Regions from separate parts of the Zea mays genome. Here region 2 is linked to region 1. Evidence: chromatin contacts called from public Hi-C data. All regions are on one chromosome and are shown on one strand. Each heading gives the region's core, a stretch centred on a gene start, on an enhancer-like site or on the middle of the called end of the contact. The rest is flanking DNA. Distances are from core to core; before and after follow the strand shown. Region 1 overlaps LOC103625842 (probable xyloglucan glycosyltransferase 9). Region 2 holds the start of LOC100191409.

Region 1 (7,466 bases), core at 4,713-7,212:
GGTGCAGTTGTCTTTCTCGCTCTAAATAAGCAGTTTTAGTCACCTACCTTCCAGTCTTTTTTTTTTGACAATTGGTTTGCTGTTGGGTTTGTTCAGGTGTATCAACAATCAATTGCGGCCGTGTGCAACCTTGACTGGCCGAAATCCAGCTTCTTGGTCCAGGTGCTGGATGACTCCGATGACCTACTGACACAGGCTCTGATCAGAGAAGAGGTGGCCAAATGGCAGCAGCAAGGTGCCCGGATTGTGTACAGGCACCGTGTGTTGAGGGATGGTTACAAGGCTGGAAACCTCAAGTCGGCCATGAGCTGCAGCTACGTGAAGGATTACGAGTTTGTTGCCATCTTTGACGCAGACTTCCAACCCCAGCCTGACTTTCTGAAGCGCACTGTGCTACATTTCAAGGTAAACTGAGGGGAATTTTACTTTCGGTTGTTTGTCCTCCGTTTCGTATCATAATTCTGATTCGTGGAATGGACCATTGCAGGACAATGATGAACTTGGGCTAGTGCAAGCAAGGTGGTCATTTGTGAATAAGGATGAGAACCTGCTGACCCGGTTGCAGTATATTAACCTTTGCTTCCACTTTGAGGTGGAACAGCAGGTGAATGGAGTGTTCTTGAACTTCTTCGGGTTCAATGGCACCGCCGGGGTGTGGAGGATCAAGGCACTGGAGGACTCAGGTGGATGGATGGAGCGGACAACGGTGGAGGATATGGACATTGCTGTCAGGGCACATCTCCATGGCTGGAAGTTTATATTCCTGAACGATGTTGAGGTACTAGGCTGAGATCTGATATTAAAATGTTCGAACCGGTGTTTGCTCATGTTTACTGTCTTCCTCAATTGAGCTGTTTTTTGTCATATCGTGGCCAGTGCCAGTGCGAACTGCCCGAGTCCTATGAGGCTTACAGGAAGCAGCAGCATCGGTGGCATTCCGGTCCAATGCAGCTATTCAGGCTGTGTTTACCGGACATCATCAAATGCAAGGTATTGCTGCAATACTCTTTGTGGCTGTACCTTAACCCTTATGCATTGCTTAATAACCCAAGTTATGCTGTTAACAATAGTCGTCACCGCAAGTGTTGTTTATGTTTTGTGTGTGATGCTTTTTGTCTAAAATAAATGTATGGATCCATCCAATTCATTGGTTAGAACCTAATGCTCTACATTATTTACAATTCCTCACTGCTACTTAGGTTGATGCACTTTTAAGATGCGGTCATCTTTTGGCCTCCACACAGTGCAATATAAATTATACCTCTATTTTTTTTCTAGCCTACTTGACTTGAAGACTATATTATGATACTCTATCAACTTCCTCGGTTATATTTTTTGCCATTGTTATGAACATAACTTACCTTGCATACTTGTAATAATAGTTTACGGTTCGCTTTTATCTGACTTGGCTGCAGATGGCGTTCTGGAAGAAAGGCAACCTGATCCTCCTCTTCTTCCTGCTCCGGAAGCTCATACTGCCCTTGTACTCCTTCACGCTCTTCTGCATCATCCTCCCGACGGCGATGTTCGTGCCGGAGGCGGAGCTCCCGGACTGGGTGGTGTGCTACGTCCCGGCCCTCATGTCCCTGCTGAACGTGCTGCCGTCGCCGAGGTCCTTCCCCTTCGTCATCCCGTACCTGCTGTTCGAGAACACCATGTCGGTGACCAAGTTCAACGCGATGGTCTCGGGGCTGTTCCAGCTGGGGAGCGCGTACGAGTGGGTAGTGACCAAGAAGTCGGGCTCGGGCCCCCGCTCGTCCGAGGTCGCCGGCGACCTCGTCTCGCTGGCCGCCGCCGCCCCGACGGCGAAGAAGAAGAAGAAGAAGAAGCACAACCGGATATACAAGAAGGAGCTCGCGCTGTCGATGCTGCTCCTGACCGCGGCCGCCCGCAGCTTGCTGTCGAAGCAGGGTATCCACTTCTACTTCCTCCTGTTCCAGGGCGTGTCGTTCTTGTTGGTCGGGCTTGACCTCATAGGGGAGCAGGTCGAGTGAATCGTGTAAGCAAGCAGGAGGTTGTAGGTGTGGAAACGGTGAGTGGGGTCGGTCAGTCGCCATGGGAGTGCCGGGTGGGAGGGAGGGAGGGAGGGATGTCTCGCTGCCATGGGCACGGCGGCAGGCTCGTGGCTGAGGTTCGAAAGATGCGGTTGTGGAGCTGTGTGCCTTCTCTGATCCGATCCGTCCTGACTATGAAGAGAGAACCTCCGCCTCCGCCTCGGAGGTGCAGGTGCAGCCGTGCAGGTAAAATTTGCGTAGTGGGCTCCTGCATTCATCTGTAACAGAATTTTGTTCGCCTTTGCGATTGGTGGAGGAAAACAGGAGCGCCACTGGGTTAGGAGGCGTCCTGGTGCCAGACGACGCTGGCATCTTGCTCCACTTGTGAAGCTGAGAGAGTAGATCCAGATCGTGGGCTTGTTTGTCCACGTGTGTTTGTTGTAGCCTGTCTCTCCGGCTCTCCCCGCTCGACGCCGGGGAAAGCTGGCAGTTGTCGAGCGCGGTGTGTCACATGACTGGGGAAGACGAAGATCTGTGTCTCCTGCATATGCCGATGATCATTGTGCATCAAGGTTCCAGGAGTAGCTTGTCTCATCGAACTGGTTAGTTCTGTCGGGATATGTAACCTTTTTTTCTCTCTCTGCAACTAACGTTTTACCGGCTCTGTAGTGTGATAGAAATTATCTCCTGGTAATGAAATGTGTGTCCCAAGTCCGGACTAGGAATCTAGGATAAAATGGAACGTTTGTCTTCAGTTGCGAGCAACAATTTTGTACATGAACTTTATCCGGGTCATGGGCTCGTACAAGCGGCAAAAGCTTGACCCTTGCTGAGTCGTGTACCTGCCTTTATCGTCATGCCCATGCACCCGCACGTCGCCACGACTGCGTGACAGCTGGTGCCGTGACGAGGCATTTTCGCCTGGTCGAGGACGACGAGCTCGGTGAGGCGAGCGCGTTTCACATGACGGTTTGGTGCTGTGGTGGTGGTGGTGGTTGAGGCCGCCTCCGCCCGCAGAAAACCTTTGCCTGACGCTGCTGCTCGTCGTTCGGAAGCGCCCTAGCTCGTCGTGCAGTACAAGCCAAGGGACGGGCGATTGCCCTCGATCAGGTCCGTGTGCGACGTGGGCTCGCCATCATGGCGGCGCGGTCCGGCCGCTAGCCGCGCCATCATGCCATTGTCTTTTGCCTGGTAGCTCAATTTTGCTCCGGGCGATGGTGACGTCATGCATCATTGCAAGAGGGGGCCTGGGTCTCGCTGACTCGGTTCGGGACTTGTATAGAGTTTGGGTGGCTGTACCGATGAGTCTGGAATTTCGTATGGAATGTTTTATTTCCTGGTGTACTCCTGCCCGCCAATAATATTATGGCGATTGCGCGTTTAGGCTGTCTGGAGCGGTCATCGCGCGCCCTCCCCATCCCCTCGCCTCTTGCGCCTCTTGCTGTTTAGCGTGAAGGAATGGCTGCAATGCTCTCCCCTAAATCCTCCTCTACAACACACTACGTGTCAAGGAGAGAGTACAGGAACACGCCACATTCAGTATCTATGTGATTGGTTACAGTAGAAGTCGAGCCAAGTCCGTATGAGTTTAGCCAGTGTTAGTAGAACCAAAATAAGTTCGTGCAAACACTTTTGTTTGGTTCTATGTATAGACTCGTGCAGATTAGACATATATTTAGTTTGGTTGGTTGCACCGAAATGTGTATTAGTGAAGAGTGTATAAATAAATCTTTACATATTTATCATGAGTGATTTAGTTTTGTTCACAAAAATCTGAGGAATACGAATATTAAATGGATACAATGATTAAATCTTTTAATTGGTTGGTTGCATGCGGGGAGATGCTCCCGCCTTCGGTTCGCGCGGAGCCTGGCTACGGCGTACGACTTGCATGCAGGGAGCCTGTTTGAGGAGATATGTAAACCAAACAAACAATGCTTTAAGACTCCGCGGGTTCAAGTGCATGAGTAGAGAAGCCAACCAATCACGTTGTATGTGTACAACATGGTTAGTCAGTTGGGAAAGAAAGTGAGAATAGATAGTGAATATATATAGAAAATAATATTTTATGGTTATATTAAGATATAGAGGAAGAATTTAGAGGGAACCACAACGGAAAGGGAAAAATTAGAAGGGGAAATCTAGATGATGTGGATGCATAGTAAGATATAGGGGGAAATTTAGAGGGAACCGTTGTGGATAGCCTTATTTACGCTATGGGCACCGTGCAGGCTTAGGCTGGCACGCAGGACAGTAAAAGCGCACAGCTATAATATAAACGCTGTGTAGTTGGCAGCGGGCAACCCTTAGTACAAAACCCGGCCTGTGGATCTTATCCTCAGCAAATAACCTAGTTTCAAAACTCTATTTTTTCAATAGATTCTTATTTTCTCAATGTAAACTAAACTATTTTTTAGTAAAATAAAAAACCTTTAAAAAATTGAGGTTTCCAAACTAACCCTTAAAGAAATATTTCACAGCACAATTAAGCCATAAAATTTCTGGCACTCCAGTCTGGTAAGGCATTCCGTATGAAGTACTCCATATCTGCGCGTAGCAACCGAACCAACGTCCAGTAAAAGGCAGGGCAAGCAAGGTAGGACTGTATTCTTCTCCTCTCCTACACTTCAAACATGTGTTAGATTTGACTAATGTAAAATATATCATAGTTATATCATAACATATAATAAATTATAGTATTATAAACTGTGATTTTTAAAAACCGAGTTCTCAAACAAGCCCTGTCTTGTCGCGTGCTGGAGGTATGCCATTCTTTGACGTTAACACACTTGTGATAAAAAAAACGATTTTATAACAACAGTGTTTATTTTTAAATCATATTAATTACTTTTATATTTTTTTAATCTTGTCAATTTGCATTAGGAATCTATTCTTTCCCACGTTCTTGCAGTTGCATGTTTAGATTAACGTGATACATATTTGTGCGGCTATGGATAAAAACGATCAGGATGGTTCAAAATAACCTCTCTTCTGGTTTTATTTTCACATTTTATTTTGAAAATATTATAAAATATGGGACCATCGAAAACGACAATTGACGAAAATGAATAAAAACGAACGAAACAAATCGATAATGGATCAGAATCAGGCGTAAAAATTGAAAAATCTTCTCATAGAGTATAAATACAAAGTAGCATTATAATGAATTCAAACATCTCGTGTATATATATAAAGATAATATATTATAATATACATTTAGCTAACAAAGAAAATGACTAATTATGTATTACATTGTTACAGTGTGACATAGTCGTCTATAATTTATTCATTGTATTGTCTAAAAGGGGATATTATATACAGATAAAAACAATATATCCCGACTAAAATAGGAAAACCGAAAACAACCCATACTATTTTTGTCCCATTTTCACATTTATCTAAAACGAAAAAACAAAAACGGTTAGAATGTCGACAAATACAATTTCGAATGCATCAATGTGAAATCTATGTGGAACAAAATGGGATATAACATGTGCGATGAGATCATATTTTTAGTTCAAGAAGATGAAGAGTTGATCGAGATCATATTTTAGTGGAGGAAGAGATGGCAAATTCTTTAAAATAGTTTTAAAAAATTTATAAAAAATGTACACTGAGTCGATTTTGGAAATTGTAACGGCCTGCGCCGGCGTTTTTTTTTTTTTTTTTTTTTTTTTTTGTAACCGTCGGAGTCTCTAACAGATGGAGCCGTGGACGAAAGACACGGAAAAACGGGATACCTGCCGCAATGCCCCCGCCCACTCGCGGGGGCGGCTCTGGCGCGCCGCGCGCGCACTACTGTGATATGACCGGCCGGAAGTAGAGATGAGGCGGCGGAGTGTTCCCGGCTTTCTGGCGGTGCGATGCCGGCCGCGCGTGCTGATTTTCCGACAGCCCAACTTGCGCTATGTCACAGTGACAGTAGAAAGGACGTGAAGACAGAACGGAGGGACATGGCGCCGCCCGCCCTCCTCTAGTCCTCTGTCCAGATGTTGCAAGACGACATGGAGTGAGGGGGCAGGGCACGCTCGGGAACAGTGCCATCGGTCATCCCTGTTAAGAAACGTTATCAGCACGACTGCTCTTGTAATCCAGGAAGTTCACAAAGCTAAGGAATCTAAGTCACACAGCCGCATGCAGGGATAAGCGGATCATGTCTACTGGTGCGTTGCAAGCATTTTTTTTTGTTAACATTTATTTGGTTAGCAAGGTCTTTTGTCGTTTGTTCTTGCTTTGAGCATGCAAAGCAGCAGCCACCGCGTGCTGTTCACGCAATCACACGAGCAAGCAAACTGCAATGGTGCTGCGGCGACGAGCATGTGCGAGTGCGGTACAGCCAGCATCGCACCACGAGTCCACGATGAAGGCAAGCAAGAAGGCTGCACTGCTGCCGTGACCATGAACAGGCACGAGTCGCAGGCACAACTGCCGTCGGAACACGCCACAGGCTTCCACGCAGGCCGCCGTCGACGCTGCTACGCCGCGAGCAGGCCGGGCTCACGGGCACCGACGCCGCCGCACCCGAGCAAGCAGGCGCGAGCACGTGGGCACAGCCCCGCCGCCACTTCAGGCCGCGCCGCCGCAAGTCGAAGAAACCACAGGTCGTCGTTAAGAGCCATAAGAATGCAGAAGAAAGAGAAGGAGATAGTGGTTCGGACGGGCAGGCCGAGCAGGGCTACCACCGTCAGCAGGTCATGTCGCCATCACATCTCGCAAGCGCTGCCACCACGCCGCCCCGCAAGCAGGTGTGCGGGCGCGCCGCCTCACAGCCTGGCAGCACGAGTCTCGCCGCCACGCCACCTAGGCGTGCGCGCGAGCGAGCGCATAGCCGCCGCTTCCTCACCGTGCAGGCACGCGGGTGCACGGGACCCAAGCTGCTGCCGCCACCACCCTGGAGGAAGGCAGGCACGGCCGCCGCCGCCGCCGCCCCCTGTCCCTTTCGCGGGAATAAGATTAGAGGAAAGAGAAAGAAAAGTAAAAAAGGAAGAGGGTTAGATAACCCTAAAAACATCACAGAATGGGCCTTCTTGGGCCAGAATTCGCAGGCCTATTCATGAATTGTCCTTTTTATTCTTTTATTATATATATTGAATCATAGAGAAAAAAATCAAGAATAATCATGAATATGCTGAAAATAATGAGAAATATTTTCATGCAATAATTGGGATCAGAATTATTCCTTATTTATGCATTTATATATCATACTATTTATTTAGCGTGCAATTGTAATTCTTTTCCTCAAGCATTTGAATTATGAATTTCTATTACTTCTGTACATTTGTTATATTTATCTCTATAGTGCAATTGGAACTTACAAGAAGTAATTTTCCTTGTTCTATAGATGTATATTTACTTATACAGTAATGTATTTATATTTATATATAAAAGTATAAAAGAAGGTCTAGAATGCTTTGAAATTTACAACAAGTAAATATGAAAGCATATTATAGAGGAATCCAAAAGTATACCACA
Region 2 (6,973 bases), core at 3,961-6,460, 320 kb after region 1:
CGTTGCAACTACGACGAAATGAAGAACACGAATTGTTTGGAGGTCGCATCACTATGACTATTTGGTGACACTATAGTGCCTAAGGAAGCATGAGATGGAGCGGGGGTACCATATATGGGAGGAGCACCATTGATGGTAGGGAATGTAGGAGGAGCACCATAAGGGGGAATATATGGAGATTGGAGAAGAATCGTACGGGGCACATAGAGAAGTGTATGGATACCCTACGAGTACATAGGAGGGTATGCATGAAAGTTTGTGAAGGACAGACATCAGTGGAAGGGGCTTCATCAGTGCTAGGAGGAGTGTCAGTGGTTGAAGACACAATAGTAGAAAGGGCGTCAACATTTGGTCAGTAAGGATATAGAGAATGATACGAGTAAGAAGGGAGAGGTTGAGGAGTTATACCGTAATGACAAACAAGATAGTCCTCCCACCGATGGTGGACAGAAGAAAGACTGTAAAAAAAAATTGTCCACACCCACTTGGATATTAGGACGTCGCGCTTCATATTGCTATTAGAAGAATTATTTATAGGCTATTCATCATTCTCAAGCTATTATGTTTTTCGGCAGTGGTTTCCCGGAATTACAATATTTTTATCTTTCATATCTCTTTTCTCCATAATATAAAATCCTAATCATATGGAACGGGATATCAGATCGCTGATTTGTAGTAATATACTTGCCCAAGGAACCAATTCGCATGGTTTGAAGTTTGAAGAGACGAGAAGAGAGCGAGCGAGGAAGCGAGCTGAGCCTTTCTCCCAGGCGGCCGGGCCCAATCCAATTACCCAACTGCGGCTTAGGCAGGCTCCAACAAGACCCTCTAAAGGGTCCTGTACCCTAAATTTAGAGGACGGTCAGCAACGTCTTCTAAACGGTCCTCTAAATTTAGAGAATGCTGCTGGATTCTCTATATGTAGAGTTTCTCTAAACAGTTCTCTATCTATTTGAATACTTTAAACAACCGGTTTAATAAAACTAAAATATGTATAATACATTTGAGAGTATGACAAATACGTATGTATAAAAATTAAAAAATTAAAAATGTCTTTAATATTGGTATTTATATATAGAGGACGTGATTTAGAGGACGTTGTTGGAGAGAAAGTAGATATAGGAGATGAAATCTTTTAGAGAAGACTGTAAAGGACGGATATAGAGTATATAGAGAACGTTGCTGGAGACAGTCTTATCCAGCTTGGGCTCGGGTATCCCGTATTTCTGTCGCGTACTACCGTACTCGCGTCCTCATTAAAAAAATCTTCAGGAAAAAAAGAGAAAATCTTCAATATCTGCCTGCTCCTCGTCTCCACCTGGACCGCTGGACCTCACGCCACCGGCAAACATGCTGATTTCTCCAAGACTTGCAGCACCGGCCGCCTCCCGGACCTCCCCCTCTCTCCCCACCACCACGCCCACACGTCCAGGTATCCGCGGTCGGAGGCGAAGCGGTTTCGACGCACCGGTCGACGCGGCATCCCTTCACCACGGCGACCGTACCCGCCCGGCGCTCCGCTTCACATACCCCGCACCCTCCGCCTCTGTCACGACTACCAGCTCACCGGAGCCCATCGATTGCCGATTGGACAGCGATGAGCTCGGAAGGCTGTACCGAGAACACAACCCTGAGGCCGCCGTTAGCTTGCTCGACGAAATGCTCCAACGAGGCAGCGCCGAACAACTCGAGCCGGAGGAACAGGCCGCACTCCTCCAGGCCTGCGCCGACACGCGGTCGCTGCCCTCGCTCAGGCGCGCCCACCGCCTGCTCACTTCCACGTCGGGGTCCGCGATTCCCGCGCCCGTCCTGCACAGGATCGCCACGCTGTACCTCAAGCTCGGCGCCCGCGGCGACGCGCGGCGGGTCCTCGAGGAGCGTACAAGGCGGCGTCCGGCGAGGGAGGACGACGCGGCGGTCCAGGCCAAGCGGCGAGAGGCGTACACTAAGGTGCGGGAGCTCCACGCGCAGATCCGCGCGGCAGGGTACGTGCCGGACACGCGCTACGTGCTCCACGACATCGACGAGGACGCCAAGGCCCGCGCGCTCATGTACCACAGCGAGCGCCTGGCCATCGCCTTCGGGCTGGTGAGCACGCCGCCCGGGACGCCGCTCCGCGTCATGAAGAACCTCCGCATCTGCGGCGACTGCCACAACGCCGTCAAGCTCATTGCCAAGGTCACCGGCCGCGAGATCGTCGTCAGGGACAACAAGCGCTTCCACCATTTCAAGGACGGCGCCTGCTCCTGCGGAGACTACTGGTGAGGAAGCCTTCACAGCTAGCACGCACAAAGGTTACATTCTCCATAAAATGTTTGTAAATTCGTAACACTTGTTAGTGGCGAGAGAAGGATCAAAGAATTGGTTGAGCCAACTTGTAGAAGCATTGGCCAGCAACATCACCGACTTCCAAGTACGATTTGTGCGCTGCAACTGCAAACTGCAAATATGCAATTGAATGATCGAACATGGAAAAGGACACAATAACTGCGCAGGCCGCAGGGGAAACTCAGGGAATTTTTCACAAATCCAAGGAAAGAATCAAGAGAACAGAACAATGAACTCGAAGCTAGGATGTGCAATGGCTAAGAACTCAGGGGCTCTGCTCAATGCGTGGCCGGCGAGTCCGTGCCACCACCGTCCGCTGCTGCGACTGGCAGACCTGCGCCGGGAACTTGCACCCGAACCGCTTCGTCACTATCGCGCCCCACCTCCCATCCGCCGGCGGCACAGACGGCGCTCCCCTATCCACCGGTGCCCCGCCTCGCCGGTCCATCTTGTCGATGGCTTTCCTCATGCTCGTGCACTCGCGCTCGAGCTCCTGCACGCGGTTCCGCATGCTGTCCATGTCGAGCCGCAGCATCTGGTTGCCCCGTGCCGCCACGCGCCATGTACCGCCGCCGTCGCTCTCACCGCCTTCCTCCCCTGACCCGGCTGCGCCGCCTTCGTTCGCCATGATCGTCTGAGCGATGGCCCGGCGCAGCTGGAGCTGCTCGAAGAAGAGCACCTGCACGACCGTCCGCAGCGGCAGCCGTTCGTTCTGCGCCGCGTGCGTGCAGGCCTCCAGCGTGAGCTTCCGCCCGTCCACCACGCCGCTCACCTTCTCCTTCTCTTCTTCACTCAGACCCGGATGAGCCTGCAGAGAGACGAGCCAAAACAAAACAAGCATTCATCACTCGTCAGCACCGGCATTGTTTCACAAGCTAGCGAGCCAGAAGATAACAAGAACGCGCTGCTCCCTCGCCTTGAGGTAGATGTCGACAGCTCGGTAAAGGCCATCATCGTACACGCGGGCGCCGTCCGGCAACGCCCAGGCGAGGTCGCAGAATTTGTCCGGCTTCAGGTTGGCATCTGTCGCGATCTCCCCCAAGTAGGCATCCACCAATCTCCCCACGGACAGCATGGCTCGTCGGCTAGCCTCTCTGCCTGGCGTCTCCGCCTCGCTGCCCTCCTCTTCGTTGCCCTCGTCAGCGACGTCACGACCTTCGAGGAAATACCGCACGATGCGCTCGACGCCGTCCACGTCGTAGAGCGTCTCCACGAGGTACGAGTAGCTCGGGATGAGCAGGTCATCGACGGCCGCGTCGGGCAGCCGCGCGGCGATGCGCCGCTCAAGCATGTCCCGTGACGCCTCCGACGCGTGGAGGATGCTCGCCGTGCGCAGGAGACCGAAGAGGACGCGCGCCGTGGTGGCGCCCACGGCCGTGCCGGTGTGGGCGGTGCTCTTGATGGTTTCCTCTGGGAGGTTGGCAATGACGGTCTCGAGAAGCGCCTTCTGCTCCTCCACATCGGACGAAGGCGGCGCAGCGGCAGTGCCCCCGCCGCCGCCGACATGCCTGCCGGTGCGCGACAGCCCGGGGATGGACCGCTTAGCGTACGCAATGAGAGCCCCCTCAATGACCTCAGGGCCGACGCCGCGCTCCTTCATGGCGGCAATGACACGGGTGAACGTGGCCAAGGACAGGCCAGCGAGGTCGTCGGACCAGGTGGCCCCGGCGGCGGCGGCGGCGTTCTTGCGGCGCTGGCGTTCGCCGGCCCTGTCGTCGTCGGCGATGGGCCAGCCGAAGAGTGCCGTGGGCGTTGACGCGGCGGCCTTGGCGGCGACTGCGTCCACGCAGCGCGACACGAGGCCGAGGTCGTCGGCGAGGGGGAGCAGGCCCTCGCAGGACTTGAGGGCGCGGATGGCATCCCTGGGGTTCCTCAGCACGGTCTGCGATATGAACCGGTCGGCGCGGGAGACGAGGTTGTCGTCCGAGTGGTCGTCAGACATGCCGAGGCGCTCGGCGGCGCAGCGCAGCGGCGCGGCCGTGGCCGGCGTGAGGTCGAGCTTCACGCCGTAGCAGAACTTGGCGGCCAGCTCGAACGCCTCCGCGCCGCCGGGGAACTCCAGGAGGTGGATGCGGTGCACGCCCGCCTCCTCGTCCTCCTCCAGCACAAGGTCCGCTTCCTCCTCTCTGATCTCCCCCACATCCTCTTCTTGCTCTGCTCCTCTGCCTCTCCGGCTGGCCTCGCGCGACTCCTTGTTCGTAATGAGGTCGTGAAGCTTCTTGCTCCTCGACATTAACGGGAACTGCACGAAAGGCACCGGATTCAGCAAACTTTTGGGATCAAATCAAAGAGTGCCGAAATTTCCCCGCTTTTGACAGCTCGAGACTAGGAAATGGGGCCACACCAACGAACTCACGGCAGAGACATTGACAGCATATGGAGATGGGGTAGAGATTGAGTTGTTCAAAAAAAAAAGAATTGAAGAACTGGAGGCAAGATTCACCAACCTTGTGGAGATGAAAGGTCATGTCTCCCACCTCGATCACTACATCGCTGGGCAATCCTGTGGTGCAGAACCTGACGAGCACAGACTTGCAGATGAGAGATCACGCAGCAACAAATCGCCACACAGGCAAAAGGACACGGGAGCAATTGCTTTGCTTACCATGCTTGGCCTTTGGAGCTGGCCGCCGACGCCGCCGCCGCTGCCACCGGCGGCGGTTGCGGATGCTCCCGAGCCATCTCCCGTGTGTTCTTCCTCCTCCCCTGCATCATGGAACGATCCTCTCCCTCAGGAACCGCACCAGACAGGCATTTCTTGGGAGGAGCAGGCGAGCAGCAGGACCGTGGCCCGTGGGAGTCAGGGAAGGGGAAGCTCGCTGCACTCGCAATAATGGTGTCCGACCTATCCCGGTGTTTTGTTTTAGGTGGGGAGGAGTAAAGGATTCCTCCAACTTCCAAGTGGGGGAAGACGAAGACAAGATGGCGTTTTTGGTTTTTTTTGAACGCTGTTGGGCTTGCCTCAAAAGCACCTATCCTCCATCACCATCAGCCCTTTGTTTATCCACCCCTCCGTCCGTACTCGCTTTCTCCCTTGTTTAACTAACCACTGGTTTAGTACAGTTCCTCCCTGTAAGATCATCTCTAATGATCCTGGCTTGCTGCGGGACCAATTCACGCGTTTGGTGTGCCCTGACCTGGCCAAATCCGTGAAAATGTTCCAAACATCTCATGCAAACCATCGATTCAAAACAGCTGATCTCGCGGCCTCGCCAGTCGCCACCAGTCTTGCCTGTGTGCCTGCAGGTCGAAATAATAAATGAGGAGGCGTGATGCGGTCATGAATGCCGGAGGTGGCTGTCGCTGCCTTTCATGTCCATGGTGCCCACCGCCGCCGCGCATGAGATGAGAGAGGACATGTCTACAGGAGGGGATCACAAAGGCAACAGCTCTGGAAGGTGAGCCCCAGATCTCCGTCTCCCGCCTGAAAAAAACGAGGGGCTTCTGTGCCGCTACCAGCAGGCACTCGTGCCTGTGGACGCTGGTGGCATGCGTGTCAGGCTAGTGCGTGGGCGTGCCGCGTGCCCTGCGGCTCCTGGTGATGGGCCTGTGCGCCTGGCCGTGGCCCGTGGCATGGCAGGTACACAGTGTTGGAAAACTTAAAAGGTACATACTCCATCAAAGGTAGAACTATATATAAATAAATATATACTCCCACGTAACAAAAAAGATATTATTATAGATCTATTTACGCCTTCATCTTTTACGTGTTTTTATAGTATTATCTAATAAGTGAAACCGGCTCTCCATATCTCCTCACGTCACTACTTTTTTCGTGAAGGTTAGAATATCATATCAGGGATCCGACGTGTATTAGTTTTTAACATATTATTAGCATGCTCTACCACAAACTCAGATCTAACTAACATAGTGACATCAACTCTCCATCACGCCTAAAGACGACAATGGGTACAAAATACCTCTATGGCCATAAACAATAGACCCGATGGATAAGGATACATGTGTGTGGATCTGCTCGTGGGCACTGACGTGGGTACATCTAACCTCACTGCTATCAACTAGCGCGAGAGGGAAATGTTATACGTGCACCCACAAATACGACATGCCCGCTCCATCCCCCACCCATCTCCGCTTCCATACACCCTCGTCGGTATCTAGAGGCATTTTGTTCGTTGCCATATATAGTCACATTGTTAGGATCTAGGTCTTGTTGAACTATTCTACACAACATGCTTTATTGTTTTTGAATCATCAACAACAATTGACTATGATATAGATTGATTGTGACGATTTTACATAATCTAGTACAATGAATGGCTTGCACTATAATGACCTTATAGTAAGAAAATTATGTTTGTTGTTTTCTCGTGTGATTCTTATGATGTTTAGATTTATTATAGAACTTCGTATTGTTGCTCTTTACTTTTGAGATGCAAAATGTCAGCCTATTACCCAACATTGTTGCTGCAAGACGTTACCCAACATTGTTGCTGCAAGACGTTACTGTCGTTGCTTGCCAATGCACTAGTTACAATATGTCATCCCACCGCATGCCCAAGGGCACCACCGCCGCAAACTCTAAACATGTGCCCTATTGCTGGTAATCATGTCCCTATGGGCCACACCCCTCGTTACTGATCACCAAGGATTACAAGACTACCCACCTCCACGCCCTGTTGTGGTT

What was found. A called contact is a pair of places that touch in the nucleus more often than the background predicts.
Region 2: a Hi-C map of tassel shows a contact between it and region 1, with 2.5 times the contacts expected there. The contact joins the promoter of LOC100191409 here to the enhancer-like site in region 1. A contact is called at or near these places in 2 of 25 Hi-C or Micro-C datasets (endosperm and tassel).

Annotation. Positions count from the first base shown.
Region 1 is chr5:5,940,804-5,948,269 of Zm-B73-REFERENCE-NAM-5.0, forward strand. LOC103625842 (probable xyloglucan glycosyltransferase 9) reads left to right here. Exons shown (of 4, transcript XM_023300102.2): 2 at 97-405; 3 at 488-778; 4 at 1,416-2,769. The coding sequence ends at 1,994. Among protein-coding and RNA genes, the nearest start is that of LOC103625842, 5.0 kb to the left of the region's middle. Within about 2 kb of position 5,963, at least 15 of the 20 cell types and tissues checked have an H3K27ac peak or open chromatin away from gene starts, as enhancers often do. A contact at or near this core is called in tassel, where this site is marked.
Region 2 is chr5:6,259,575-6,266,547 of Zm-B73-REFERENCE-NAM-5.0, forward strand. LOC100191409 reads right to left here and starts at 5,211. Exons shown (of 4, transcript NM_001136843.1): 1 at 4,934-5,211; 2 at 4,776-4,845; 3 at 3,245-4,570; 4 at 2,305-3,136. The coding sequence starts at 5,043. The coding sequence ends at 2,594. It overlaps LOC100278213, which reads left to right and starts at 1,265. Exons shown (of 1, transcript NM_001371747.1): 1 at 1,265-2,397. The coding sequence starts at 1,351. The coding sequence ends at 2,265.